Linked DNA regions of Mus musculus: region 1 is linked to region 2. A link is a contact called in public capture Hi-C data. All regions are on one chromosome and are shown on one strand. The core of a region is the stretch at or near the end of the contact, and the rest is flanking DNA. Distances in the headings are between cores, read along the strand shown. Region 1 has its middle 37 kb from the start of A730036I17Rik. Region 2 overlaps Vinac1 (vinculin/alpha-catenin family member 1).

Region 1 (7,659 bases), core at 2,375-4,874, 220 kb before region 2:
GGCAGTCCTGCCAGTGTCCAAACCCTCTGGGGACTGAGGCTCATATCCACCTGCGGGAAAGAAGCTGCCTCTTTTAAAACCACAGGATGCATACGAGTAGTTTGGGTATTTGGGGTTGGTTGACTGGTTGATGGGTTGTTTTGTTTCTTTGGGGTATTTTCTTTGAAACAGGATCTTCATTATGTAGCCCAGGCTAGCTTAGAACTTGCCATTCTCCTGCCTCAGCACTCTGTGATAGGATCCTAGGATGTCCCTCATAACCAGGGCACATCCTATAGTTTTTATTTTCAGTGCTGGGCTAGTACCCAGGACCTCATGCATGCTAGACAAGCTCGTGTATGGAACTTTAGAGATAGTATACCTCTCCACTTTGCCCAGGCTCTGCTCCTGCCTTCCCTCGGTGTGACCTGACTGGCTCAAAAGAGTGATCAGCGCAGCCATGGCTGAACACAGCAGAGGACTAGGCGAGGACTAGGCCCATGCGCCCAGCCCTACAGTCGCTGCCCTGGACTCCTCCCAGTCCTGTTTTCAAACTGGAGAGCTGGCTCCAGACAGTTTTCCTGTCTCTAGACTTCAACCTCCTCACCTGTAAAAATCTGAGATCCTGCCAGCCGACATGACCAGGCCAAAGGACCACTCAGATGGCTACATGCTAGTCGCCTTAAGCTTTATAAGTCTCTGCCCAGATCCAGCTGAGCCTAAGATTGCCATATTTCTCTGTAACTCTCAACCTCAATGGTCTGTGGGAATCTCCCAGGTTTTCTGTTCAGTATGCCACAGGGAATGTTTTCTTTTCTTTTTCCCCAAGACCCATCAGGTCACTGACCCAGAATCCCATCTTCTCAGGCTTCTTCTCCGTTGACCCCAGACATCCATGACAGCTGCATGAGGCCCAGTCCAGCAGTCAGGCATGGCATGTCTGGAGAGTGTTCATGGTGAGGACTGAGGTGCCAGAGAGAGGCCAAGTCCCAGAAACAGAATTGATGGCAATCCTTCCACTAAAGCATGTTACTGTCATTTAGTAGAATAGCCAGCAGAGGGCACTGTAGGACAAGGTCAGGAGGCACTTAGACAAAGCTGGGGAAAATCAAATGGTTGGGCACAAATGGAGACAAATTAGATCTAGACAGGCTAGGGAAGTCTCGCTCGTCTCCTCTCTGGTTTACCCCTCCTCACCTGCCACATAGCACTTAACATCTCTTTTTTAGTGGAGTTGATGGCTTGTAGCCCATAACAGCTCCAATGTCCCTCTTCCAAAGATAGCACCATGAACCTTCCTCAGACCCATATGGGAAGGCGACACAGAACATTAGGGGATACAGCACATGGGGAGTGGGAGCCAGAGGAGGAGGGGAGGGACGGGACACCCATGGGCTGTGTGTGCGCCTGTGTCTGTGCCCAGTAGGAGGGGAGGAAAGGCTTTGGGGAAGCCTAGCGTGAGGGTGACCCCCCAAGAGGCTTCAGTGGGGTCTCTAGGGGAGTCTGGTCCAAATCAAACCCTCTTGCTTTCTGTGTGCCAGGGCCCCAGTCCTCACTCCTCATCCTGATTCCCCCCAGGAAAGTTCACACTCTTGTACAGATGTGCCAGGTGTGTGTGTAGCTTCTCCGGATGCTTAGACTACTCTGGAGAACAGGGTCAGGAGACAGCAGTGGTGAGTAACATTGGGTTCCCCACTGTCCCTGGCCACTTTTGTCTGTCAGCCCCCAACCAGAGGACTCTGAACCCCAGCCACTCCCTTAGGTCAGATTAAGACTAAACCCAGAACAAAGAGGATACACATGGGCTGTGTGTGACAGAGGCAGCCAGAGAGTCAGGTGGCCAACCTTCCATAAGTCACGAGTCAATGACTCAGACCCAACAGAGCTAACAGCACACCTGAGGTTGTTTGAGCTCAAAGCAAACAAGTTCCGCTCTCTCATGGATGAGAAAGTGTGCCTTCCACACACTAATTTCTCAGGGCAGGTGGGGAGGGTGGGAGAGGAAGCCCACTATGGGAATCACTTGAGGACCTCAAGTTAGAAAATGGGGACCTTAGTCCCAGCTTGATCCCTATCACCTGTGTGATTTTGGACAAACTTCTTAACTTTTTACATCTCTGCCTCCTTGTGTAGAAAAAACAGATCTCCATATGTCACATAGTAGCTGAGATTCCCTTCCAGAAGACAGAAACATGGCAACCCTCCTGGCTCATCCTTCTCTTTCTCCCAGATGCTCAGCTCCTGGGACAGCTCGGGAACTCCCAAGCAAGTCCTCCAGTCCTGCTACTTCTTAAGTTTGGCAATATTCCCAAATTTGAGGTCTCTAGTATAAAGAATGCCTACACACACACACACACACACACACACACACACACACACACACACACACACGAGACAAACTCTGAGAAACTCACATACCTTGTCTGATGAGTCTACCTCAACAAAGAATGACTGAATACTGGCTCACCGTTCTGCCCCAGGGTGGAAGCCATGGGGTGTTGATGGCATAGGCAGTAGCTGGAGCTGGCACCTCTGGAATTGACAGCACAGGGATGGTGGGGACCAGTGTATTTACCCACATGGAGCTTTCTGGAGTCCTGGAGGGGCTGAGAGAGCCCTGAGCCAAGAGAACCATGCCATCCCTGGTCAGGGAGGGTGGGGAGGTCTATGTGGTAAGACTAGTGTGGCAGTGATGAGGAAGGGTCACCAGGCCCAAAAGTAGATCCCTGTCTCCAGGGACAGGCAAGCTAGTAGAGCCAGCAGCAGCCATAGGTAAGGTAAAATCTAGGGTCAGGGAGCCTCCCATCCATGAAACACAGGACATCAACAACTGCCCTTACTATGTCCACCTGCCTCAGGACTGTCTCTTCTGAAAGAAAGAGGAAAGAAAGAAAGAGGGAAAGGAGGAAGGGAAGGAGGAAGGAAGGAAGGAAGGAAGGAAGGAAGGAAGGAAGGAAGGAAGGAAGGAAGGCAGGCAGGCAGGGAAGGGAAGGAAGAGGGGCTTTTGTGTGTTTACCACAATCAGGGCAAAGTAGGACCTCCAAATTGTGGGCCTCTACCTGTGGGGCAGGGTGCAGAAATGTGGAAGTATACATGGGCATACAGTCCAAGAAGTGAGCTGGCTGCTGCCTGCCTACCTAGTGAGAGTCTAGTGAGACATCCCTGGGCCAAGGAACCAGGATGTTTCTATCCACAGCACCCCCAGCCAAGCCAGACAGTAAATGACCAATGGTAATTGGGGGAGTGGGGGAGGGGTCCCTTCATGTGAACTCTCAGGCAAGCCTCCAGAGCTACACACAGTGAAGAGCCCCAAGGACATGGAACAGGACCACCGTCACCACCCACCCTGTCCTTTGATCTCCTGGACCTGCCAGTCACTTAGCTTACCCACCCCATGCCCCCAAGTCCCCCTCAAATACATTACTGTCTCTTAACAGGAGGATGTAAGTGGTCCGGCCCCATCCACTCAGAGACTCCAGGGAGGCTTTCCCACAAGAAATGACGATTCATAGACCTCTTCCTCAGACAAAGCTTGGACCAGGAGAGGCCAGCCCTCCTGCTCTTTCCACATACACACCCCTGTACCCTGGCTCCTCAAACTCGAGACAGCAAGCAAGTAAGTTGTGATGGCCTGGGAGGGACAGGGATCTAGGGTCATGGCTATGCTAGGCCGGAGGGCATCCAGCCTCCCTCCGCCTTCACTACATCATCCCCTATTCTGGGCCCTCGGGCACAAGATGGTAGGAAAATTGGAGTTGAAAGACCAAGAAATTAGAACCCAAGATGCAGGGTGATGGGGGTAAAAAGGCCTTTGTTCCTCCCCTCTGAGTGTCTCAGGGTCCCCTGGGGCCATAAAGGAAACCAGGGCCCCTCCCTTCTGTGCACACACTCAAACGTCAGTACAGCTGTAGTTTGTTGGCCCAAAGCACTTTCCCAACTACATCCATCTTACCCAGCAAGATGGGGATGCCTGCCTAAGGCAAGGTACTGATTTCCCAACCTCCCAGCTCTGGGCCTCCCAGGGGTCTGCTAACTTGTCTTTCATGGCTTTCAAGCCCTGGGTGTCACCTACAACCTAGGTTCCATAGAAGAAAGCCAGAGGTCTGTGTAAGCCTTGAGGGAGATGAACAGGGAGGGGCCTGGCTGCCTGCTACCTGGGAAACAGGGATGAGCCAATCAGAATCTGTGATCTATGGCCACTCATATCTTTCTCCACATATTTCTCCAAGTCCTTCAAAGTGTTTCTTTAAGACAGCCCTGCAGAAGACAGTATATTGTCCTGCATGTACGTAAGCGTGCACACATATACCTGCATGCATACCCACATGCCTGCATGTTTATGTCCAAGGCATGGGTGTTGGGTGTTGGCCTAGAAAGCATGGACCAAAATCCTCAGCAGAAAATGGGGTAAGGTCTATGGTGACTGGAGGTCTGTGGTTTGCTCAGGAACACCAACAGACAGATCAGGGATCCTGGGATTCCAGCCCCTCGCTGACAGATGGACATGACATCAGCTGCATCTTGGAAGAGGCTTCAAAAGGACACAAAGAGGTTCCCGTGATGATAGCCAGTATCACACCAAAACAGAGTCAACAGCTGAGGGGGGGTGGAAGTGTCCACCAGCCCTGAGGAGAGCCTCATGGCCTGGAGTGGGTTGAAACAAGTAGAACTCTGGTGTGGCCTTAAAGACTGATGGTCTCCAGATGCGGTAGTTCTCTAATTATACTGAATGTGAGGATAATTTCTAAAAAGTCCTAAAAACTTTCTTGCTCATTCTGAGTGCTAAAAGCTGCTGGCTTAAGCAAGTAACACCTGTAGCCTAACAGCAGGGGGGGTTCAGTAATGTGGCCTTTATTCTATCTCAGCAGGAACTGTGTGGCTCTAACTTTCAGCCTGCTAGTTGAAGTCGCAGGAAGAAAAAGAAACACTTTGAAAAGTGAATGTAGCATTTATTTCTAAGTTGTAAAAAGTTTCCTAGGGGGCTGGTGAGATGGCTCAGCGTGTAAGAGCACCCGACTGATCTTCTGAAGGTCCTGAGTTCAAGTCCCAGCAACCACGTGGTGGCTCACAACCATCCATAAGGCGATCTGACTCCCTCTTCTGGAGTGTCTGAAGACAGCTACAGTATACTTACATATAATAAATAAATAAATAAATAAATAAATAAAAAAGTTTCCTAGGGACGCTCTCTAAGAAAAGGGAAAGGGGAATGATCACAGTGATCCTACCTGGGACAAGGGAAATCCGTGCTCTGCTCCTTGTCCTCAACACCTATAGAATACATGATCACATGGTTAAAAGTTCATCACAGCTGGGCGGTGGTGGCGCACGCCTTTAATCCCAGCACTTGGGAGGCAGAGGCAGGCGGATTTCTGAGTTCGAGGCCAGCCTGGTCTACAAAGTGAGTTCCAAGACAGCCAGGGCTACACAGAGAAACCCTGTCTCGAAAAAAAAAAAAAAAAAAAAACTTTCTTAAGTTCATCACAAGTTCACACATATTCAAATCATAAGTCAAATAAGGAGCTTACAACAGCGAACGTTTACACGCAGATCCATTAGGAGTAATTATCCCACTAAACCTTCATCACCTGTCACAGCTCCACAGGGTCATGGAGAGTTAAAAATCATAGCTAACTTATTAGTGAAGTTTTGTATAGATAAACCCAGCCAATATTTTATCTTCTGTCCTAACACCTATAATAAATCATCAGTTCCCTTTTTATGACCTTTGGTTAATGCTTTTATAGCCTCTTGGAACATGCTCTGAGGAGTAGAGTGCCTGCTTACTATCAGAAGTGACACTAAAGACCAGCAGAGTTCTCACTGCCGTTTTGACTATCAGAAAAGGACCTAATAGCAGCCCCACTATAAAAGAGCTTAATAAATACTGATATAATTTTAGGAATTCTTATAGGATCGTCATTCAGAATTAAGAAGTCATCTATTTGTCTATATAGCATCACTACAAGACAGTTTATCTTCATTGTTCTGCAGAGATCTGCTCAAAAGGGTGGGCTAATTCCTAGTGCTGTTATACATGCTTAATAATACCAGGAAAAGCATATTAATAGCAGGAATCTTTCCTAAAATGGTTTTCCCCTGGGCCTTGCCTATTGGAGCAAATCTGTCATAGATTATTTATTAATCCAAAGCAGACTCATCTCAGGAAGATCACCTGCTAGTTATAAGCTTGTTGGCTCCTGACACTGAGGCAACACCACATGACCTCTCTATACCACGTGACCCCTCTAGCCTCACTGGGGGCAGCCTGGGCTTAAGACCCAGACATCTGGGGAAGAAATTCACCCTGTGCTGAGAGCCACCCTTGGGGTCAGCAAGGTTACGGGTTACCCTGCAGTGGAGGCCTTCCTCCAGAGCTCCTAAAGCCCCTCCAGCTCTGGATAGGTAAGGCAGGACACACTTGATATTATGGGAACAGCTGCAGTCCCCCCCCCCCCCCAGACAGGCCCAGAGGTCTCTGGGAGGGAGAATCTAGACAGTCAGCAGTCTACCAGGCCAGAGCCAGGCCCTTGAGGACTGCCTCCGTCCCCAGCTTGCCCTCCCTCTCCCGGCAGGTGGAAGAGCACATTGAGCACACGGAAGCAAGAAAAGGTGACCCTCTGAATGAACCTGCTGGGGTAGAAGCTCCGTGTCTCTCCGTGACGTGGGAGGAGCGCATGCGCATGTGCACGCATGCGCTCACGCACACACAGCCCCCTCTCAGCCTCCTACAGGCCTATAGACCTTGACTATTCTTCCCCACCGCTATTCTGTCCGGCTAGCATTTGTCTTGTGGTGTCTATTCAGATAGCCAAAGCCACTCTCCTCTCAGTCCCTCCTGCCTCCAGCTGCCTCCCCTCTGTCGCGCCTTCTACCTCTGCCTCTTGAGCCTTTACTCCAAAAGGAAGATGAAACCATGGACATCCAGTGGCCCATTTCCACGAGAGCACACATTCAGCAGATTCCCACAGAGTGAGTCAAACACCAGTCCTCTGGGGAAAGAGTCTGGGAGTTGTTGATTAGGGTTCCAGAGTAGCCACAGCCTTCCACTCAGTAGAGCTCCTGCACCTGGCAGGGAAGATGGGGTCATAGTGTGTCGTAGTGTGTGTCACATAGTGTGTCATGCGGATACCCAGTGCTCACCAGCCATTCCAGCATCGACTGAACACAAGAGTCTCTCATAGGCTAGGGACTTGTATGCTTCAGAAGGGCCAAGCAAGATCCAGGTTGACAAGTGCCTGTTTGCCTTTCACTCGATCCTCCCCACCCCCACCCCAACCCCCAAAATCCAGCATCCAAGACCCTGCTGGTAGGGACCCAGTAGGAGGGCAGAATGCCCTTGTAACTGCAAAAATGATAAAGAGTAAATCCTCAGCTGGGCCCAGGGTTTCTCCACATGTGTGCTAGGATGCGTGATTTCACATGTCTTAGCATGTGGAGTAGGTGGATATGTCTGAGTATGTATATAGGTGGGCAGAATGGGAGTGTGTGCCTACGCATGCGTGTAAGAGTGAGAATTGGTACATGTGGCAATACATGCAAGCAAAGGTTGAGAATGGGTGCATGTGTAAAGACATACATGTGAGCGTGTCAAATAGGTGTGTCTGAGAACACGTGCATATAGAGTGGGTGCTAAAGTCTGTGTATGCATCATGAGAGTGGACAGATTTGGTATGTATG
Region 2 (6,999 bases), core at 1,338-3,837:
TGTTACTAGGCATCCATGTATCCAGGAGAAATGGATTCCTGTGTCTACACAAAGACCCAGGCATGGATATCCACAGCAGCATTCTTTCTTTTTAGTTATGTGTCCCTAATTCTGGTGATTGGACCTAGAACCTGACGCCACTAGGCAATGCTGCATTACTGAGTTAGATCACCAGCTCGTGTGTGTGTGTGTGTGTGTGTGTGTGTGTGTGTGTGTGTGTTTAAACTTTTCAAAACAGGGTTTCTCTGTGTAGCCTGGGCTGTTCTGGACCTAGCTCTGTAGAGCAGGTTGGCCTTAAACTCACAGAGATCCACCTATCTTTGCCTCTTGAGTGCTGGGATCAAAGGTGTGCACTACAGGTTTTGAAATAAGTTCTCAGTAAGTTGTCCAGGCTTGCCTCGAACTCACTTTGTGGTCCACACATGCCTTGAACTTGTACTTTTCCTGCCTCTGCCTCCTACATAGCTGGAGGTGTGCACCATCATGTCAAGCATGGTGGCTTTAGCTTATTTCTAATAGCTGAGGCAGAATGGCCCCGGATTTCTTACCTGGAACTTTGAAGGCCAGAAGATGCCTCCGTTGTATACAGGCTGTTTAGAGAAAGGCCTGAGACTCAGAATTCTCCACCCAGATGTCTGTCACCAACCTGTTTAACCCAACAGTGTCAAGTTTGTAGAGGTTGAGGAATATATTGAGGTGACAACTCTAATTTACAAACTAAGACGCCAGAAGAAAGGATGAAGAAGAGAGGAGGCTTTTGTTTGGTTCGGTTTGTTTTTTAAACTCAGCATTGCATCTTGGGGAGAAGTCTATGGCCCACAAGCACAGCTGTCAACTTCATTTTAATGGTCACCTCGTGCTCTGTTCCTTCTTGTACCCGCAATTTCCTGGTGGTTCTTTGGTGCTAACGTCCCATTGTAAGTGCAATGTGTCCATGCAGGCTGGCAGGAGACTCTGAGGAGAAGTGGCTTAGGGAGGAAATGAAGCCAGTGGCTGAGTCTCTGATCCTCTCTGGGAGGAACATCCTGCGGGTAGCAGAGAAGCTTCACTTGCAGCCCGAGTCTCAGCGCCACTGGGAGGAGCTAGTGGCCACCGCTCAGCAGGTCCTGGTGGACACTAAGAAGGTGAGGCTCACTCAGAGCTTGCTGGTTGCTTGATCATTGCTAGAGAACACACTTGGGCATGGAGCTCCCACAGCAACTCTCAGCTGTCCCTTAATTGTGAAACCTGCCCAAGTGCTTGCCAAGATTACCAACTTAATCAGGGCTAAATTGGAAGCTGGAATAGGATTTGTTTTAATCCCTCATTTCCCAAATACTCTCAATTTTTCATCATGACCCACATTCCTTGCTAACATACAGCTTAGATATATTCTGGATATATTATTTATTTTTATTTTATGTGTATGAGTGTTTGCTTGAATGTGTGTCTATGCATCATGTCTGTAAAATGCTAGAGGGGGTGGCCGGGGGGGGGGGGGTGTAGGATCCTCTAGAACTGGAGTTACAGGCAGTTGTGAGCCCCCTTGTGGATGCTGAGAATCGAACTCAGGTCCTCTGGTAGAGCAGTCAGTGCTCTTAACTGCTGAGCCATCTTTCCAGCCACAGAGCACAACTTTTAGATTGGGATATTGCTTTTGGTTCAAATGTGTACCCCTGGAATATTTTGTTGCTGTTAGTTGTAAAACTTCTGTAGTATGGCTTATTGACAGGTGTTTGAGCAGGCCATATTAGAGTAGTAGCAGCAATGGGGGAGGGGGAGGGGTGGGGTCAGAGAGGCTTGGGTACCTGCTGGTGGTGAATGAAAGGGTCAGAAAGGTCTTTTTTTTTTTTTTTTTTTTTTGGCTTGGGTAAAGGGTTGGGGAGTGGACGGAGTGTCCAGGAGAGGCAGTGAGGCTACAAAAGCTGTCTCAAAGAAGCTTGCAGGACAGGCCCGCTCTCCAGCCTATCATTCTCATCTAAATAATAATCCATCCTTGAACAGTCTAGGTTAGACCCCCACATGAAACGCGGAGTGAAGGCAGCTACTTAAGATCTTTGGTTTTACAGCTGTAAATCTCTAAGACTGAAGTGTGGATTCTCAGGTCCTAGCCTAATGCCTGTATTTGGTTACATGCAGGTTAACTGAAAATAAGGTTTTCTAGGCTTAAACTACGAGGCTCCAAAAATGTCCAGTTATCTTCAAGTCTCTTCCCTTTTGTGACGGCCCCATCAGGTCTTGCTCCTTGATGATGCTGCTGCGGTGAGGAAGACCAGGACAGCGGCCAATTGGTGTCTGACATGCGTGGAGGCGCTGGAGGAGGCGGAGGACACCACCTCGCTGCGCACCTCGCTTGATGACCTGGCGGCTGCGCTTTTCAGACTGGGCGGCCTGACCGCGCGCTGGGCCTGGGACCAGCATCTGGGTCGAGCTCGCCACCGCCTAGGGTGCTGTGTCCCCGCACTGCTCGCGGCTGCCCACGGTCACCTCCGGCATCCCCGCGATCCGCAGCTGGTGGCCTCACGGCGCCGGGTCTTCGCTCTGACCAGGCAGAGCCTCGAAGAGCTCCTGGACGCGCTGCAGCCCGGCGTTGGCGTCGTAGGGACCGGAGTGCTCTCTCAGAATGGAGCATTGGCGCGCGGTCTGTGCAAGCTGCGAAAGGTCCTGGAGGACCCTGGGCCTGGTCACCTGCTACTGGATGCACCACTGGCCGCCGTGGTGTGGCACTGCCTGCGTCTAGCCGCCTGCTCCGCGCCACAGGAGAGGATGCACCTGGTGTCCCGCTGCCGGCAGTTGATGCAGCTGCGACCCGGGGTGCACAGTCTCCCCCGGTCCAGTCCAGGGACCGACTGCGAAGCTCTGCGGGCCGCGACTGATGCGCTCTTTCGAGCAGTTCGCGCTGGGTTACTGCGCCAGATTCTGGACACGTTCACAGACACCCAAAGTCCTCTAGAGACACTGGTCCAGGCCGCCTTGGCGACGTCCACTATCAGGTTCCGCTGTGATAGCGAAGCCTTGGCAGAGACTGTCCAGATACTTCTCGATGCTTTCCACAACCAGGCTAAGCAGATGATCCGGGTGGCCCATTTGGTTTGGGTCTGCTGCCCACAGCAGCAAACTGGCAGAGACTTGGAGGCTGCCGTGGCAGGTCTTCAGAGGCTTGTGATCAAAGTGAAAGAACTCTTTTCACAAAGTCCCCAGACGCTTGGCCTGGATTGGAGCCCTGCCACCCTCCAGGCCCTGCTTGAGGCTTGGGCCAGGGAATCCGAACACCTCCTGTCATGCTTTGATGTCGTTCTCAACATTCCAGAATTCCTGAGTGTGTCCATCCAGGAAATGACTAAACACTTGGACTTGTCCACAATTGCTCTGAGGAGCGGAGCGTCCAGAGAGTTTTCCAGATCTGTGGCATTCTTACGCGGAAGAGCCACCCACATAGTACAGGTGATGAGCAGATATGTGGGTCAAGACCCTGATCCTATTTTCCGGAACGGGATGAGAGTCGTGGTTCAACAGCTGGCACAGTCTTCCGTGACCCTAGGTGCAGCCACTGAAGGCAGCAGAGCTGAGGACAGTGCTCAGGACACAGATGTCTTTTTAACCATGGCAAAGCACCTCATCCATGCAGCCCAGCAAGTCCGCGAGGGGCTGGATGGGTCCAACCATCCAGACATCCTCAGCCCACTTCGAGTCCAGGTCCAAAGGTTTGATATGACCAAGGGGTGGTCTTATTTTATTCTCCCCAGCCCCCAGCATCCCACAGCTTCTGAAATAAAGTACCAGCGGGTACCTGGGTTATGGAAAAGTGGCCCAAACACCTCTTTGCTACCAGTAGAACAACTTTCCTACACAGTGGTCCCTGGCACCTGCATACATGGGTGGAGATTTCCACTCCCTGCTGTCAGCAAAGGTGTCACTACTATGGAGAACAGGAACCATCAAGTAGTGACCTTACCATGCACCAACACGCCAGAGCAGAATTCTACTGTGGACACAGTCCAAGAGACCCAGGCTGGGGAAGAAACCCTGGGGCCAGAGAGGATGACAGGACTACAAGAAGTCTCAACACTGGCACCCTCGATTATTGATCTAGCCAGGAAGGAAGTCCATAGCGCAAACACTGGAAGCGAGGAGCTTCTGAGGGTATCTTTTCAGCAATCCCAGGGGACCAGGGAAGACAGGTGGGGTTTGGTAGCCAGGGCTGGGGACTGGTACCCTCTGTGTCAACAACTATTTTGCCATAACCTAGAGACTGAGTTACCTGGGAGCATGGCAGCATTTGTGGAGCTCCAGCAGGACTTGGCCTTGATGGTTCAAGTAGCAGCTAAAAGTGGTCCTGTGAATGTGGACAAAAAGAACCCTGACTTAATGGGACACCCAAGACTGCTTTTAGAGCTACAAGACAGATCAGAAAAAACAGAGATCCACGCTAAACAGCTGTTGGACCAAGTTCTGTCCTCTGATGGTCTCCAAGAGCCCACCCTGAGGGAAGAGAACATTGACAATGGGTGCCTTCTGTGGGCAGTAGCTGTCCAAGACCTGATGCAGTGCATGGAGAGATTCAGCAGGAGACAGGGCCTGTTCCTACTGCCCCTGCGACAGGCAGTGAAGAACCAGCAGGGGTTACAGAAAGGGTTAGGTCAGGCAGCAGAGATTTCTCAAAGGTTACAAGAGGCTGCCAAGCTGTCTAGTGTTCTGTGTGGGGATGCACAGGTGAAGGGTGAGATCTCCTTTCTGTGCAGGGAAGTTCATGTACTCACAGATGCCTTGCTAGAGGTGGCACACATCTTGGTCTCCTCCCCCAAGCCATGTCCCAGCCTCTCTACACGTTTTGAACTTCTCTGCTTGGAACTCAGCCTTCGGGCCAAGGCCCTGACTGACTACCTGACCAGCATCAACGCAGCCTACGAGCATATGTTCCAAGATGTCATCAGCAAGAGCTCCCAGAACAGGATAGAAGGAATGTTGTCTACTATCCAAGCTGTGCAGGGAATCATAGCGGGAGGTCAAGAGTCTGAAACCGTCCAGAAAGATCTTCTTGTGTCGCTAGAGAGCATTCTCACGCTCACTAAGGAAGTGGTCAGGAAGGTCCCTGTGCTCCAGGAGGTACAGAGTTTGCATACGCTGGACTGGCTTCAGTGGGAATGGGCAGCTAAAGTCCACCATGCAGTGACTCAGCTCCAGGCTTTGGAGGGTAGTCATATGGAGGCCTGGAGACTCCTGGTCCAATACTTGAAGCCCAGAGGGGAGCAAGCCAAGCCCCTAGAAGAGGATCTTGTCCAGCCCCCACCCCACTGTAACGAGGGTACAGCAGGAACCACTTCAGGGGTCAGTGTGGATTCTCAGGGTGCTGTTCCCAAAGACACCCCAGAAAGCTCAGTGGGGACCTGTGCTGATGAGCCAGCTACCACCAGGACCACCACAGCAGACAGGAGCATGGTAGGCTACTTGGCATCATTAATCTACCTCCTCCTGGACCTGCTTGTAGTAACTACAGATCCTAGCACATTCCAGGGACTTGATGCCCACATGTATAATTCACACAAGGCAGGCAGGGCAAGCAGCCTATACAAGCTGAAACATGGGGATCTGAAACTCCGGCTCACAGCTCCCTCTGCATGCCCTTAACAAAATCAGAGAAGTCTCAGTGTCATTTAGATTCCAGCATTCTAGTCCTACAGAGGGCTAATGAATGCATCCATGAAAACATATTTTCCTTCCTTTAGTATCTACTCTGTGTCCTAAAACTCAAGCCTAAGCTTCCCGTGCACTTTAGTGGAATTTTTCCTTATCACTTTGGCCGAACTTTGCTCTGAATGGCAGTACCCAGGTTGCTTATCCACTTTGACCTCTGCAGATGTCACCTACCTGCTCAAGGGACAAGAATACAACTAGAATCACTGTAGTAGAGGAGAAAGGAATTAGAAAGATGCTAGGTATGTTAATTTCTCTCTTACACACATGCTTCCTTCTAGGGCAACACAGGGACACTTAGCCATTAAGGATTTGAAATATTTTGTGTATTTCTTCTGACCATAACCAAAGTCATAAAGTCTCAGGCACTAGCTAACTTTATTTAGAGCATCAGACAGTTTATACTCTGAGGGCTAAGAAGGTCGCATGAGTAAGTCCTCATGTGCTCTAGCTCTATACAAGTACAAGGACAAGCTACAGGGGGCACAATCGTGCTTTTTCATAGAGGCATGCAAACCTGTAACAGTGGCCACTTGTAATGAGTAATTCTTGCCTCTCCACTGAGGAGCAAGAAATCACATTCCAGGGACAATTCTGCGTTTTTGAAGAAACCAAGGCCACAAGACTCTTGTTTTGCTTTTCTTGGGGTTTTCTCGCAAGCACTCAGAATTCTCTTCACACGACAAGCCAGGATTTTATAGATGAGTCACCTCATCTACAGAAGATTCCAAAACTCTATAGGGTGTTTCCCAATATAATTCTGATCACACCACGCCATGCTTTTACCCTTGCCCTTATTATCCTTTCTTACTTTTTTCTCACCAAAATGTCACTTCCACAAAAGGGGACCCTGTGACCAAAGTAACAGGGAGAATAACATAGCGTTCCCCAGTGCTCTAGGCTTGTCTGCTCATCTCTCAGTCTTATAAATGTGAATAGCTTGCAGGCTCCTTCTCCTCATCTCTAGTTTTCCATAGAGTCTTAAGCACACACTTAGAGTCACCCACTCACTTACTTGCCTTCTGTTTCTGTCAATGCACCAGAAGCGTCTCCCATAGCTGTAAGGAGGGTTACAGAGCAGGATGGTGTTGGCCACTCAGGTCAGAAACTCTGAGAACAAGAGAACACCACACTCTTTAAGCCCCATTCTCACTCCTGAAAGGACACCAGCAGGAAGTACTTCACTTCTGGAATCTCTAACACAAAGCTTGCTGTCATGGCTAGATCTGGATGCTTAGACTCTCTAGTAGTTGTCTAAAAGGCCATTTCCTAGTTTCCTCACCATATTAGTTGGGGTTTGTATTGCTGAGATAAACATCATGACCA

The links. Capture Hi-C pulls out chosen DNA fragments and counts their contacts.
Region 1: a capture Hi-C map of embryonic stem cells shows a contact between it and region 2, with 5 times the contacts expected there. The contact joins two enhancer-like sites. A contact is called at or near these places in 1 of 39 promoter capture datasets (hippocampal neurons), 5 of 484 Hi-C or Micro-C datasets (the N1E-115 cell line, bone marrow-derived macrophages, cerebral cortex and 2 more), 3 of 115 datasets of contacts at active chromatin or transcription factors (double positive thymocytes, embryonic stem cells and large pre-B cells) and 3 of 9 other capture datasets (adipose tissue, embryonic stem cells and liver).

What each region holds. Positions count from the first base shown.
Region 1 is chr2:129,252,361-129,260,019 of GRCm38.p6, reverse strand. No RefSeq gene overlaps it. Among named protein-coding and RNA genes, the nearest start is that of A730036I17Rik, 37 kb to the right of the region's middle. Within about 2 kb of position 3,624, at least 22 of the 459 cell types and tissues checked have an H3K27ac peak or open chromatin away from gene starts, as enhancers often do.
Region 2 is chr2:129,034,824-129,041,822 of GRCm38.p6, reverse strand. It overlaps Vinac1 (vinculin/alpha-catenin family member 1), which reads left to right. Exons shown (of 11, transcript NM_001370941.1): 6 at 941-1,124; 7 at 2,215-5,418. Among named protein-coding and RNA genes, the nearest start is that of Vinac1, 28 kb to the left of the region's middle. Within about 2 kb of position 2,587, at least 81 of the 459 cell types and tissues checked have an H3K27ac peak or open chromatin away from gene starts, as enhancers often do.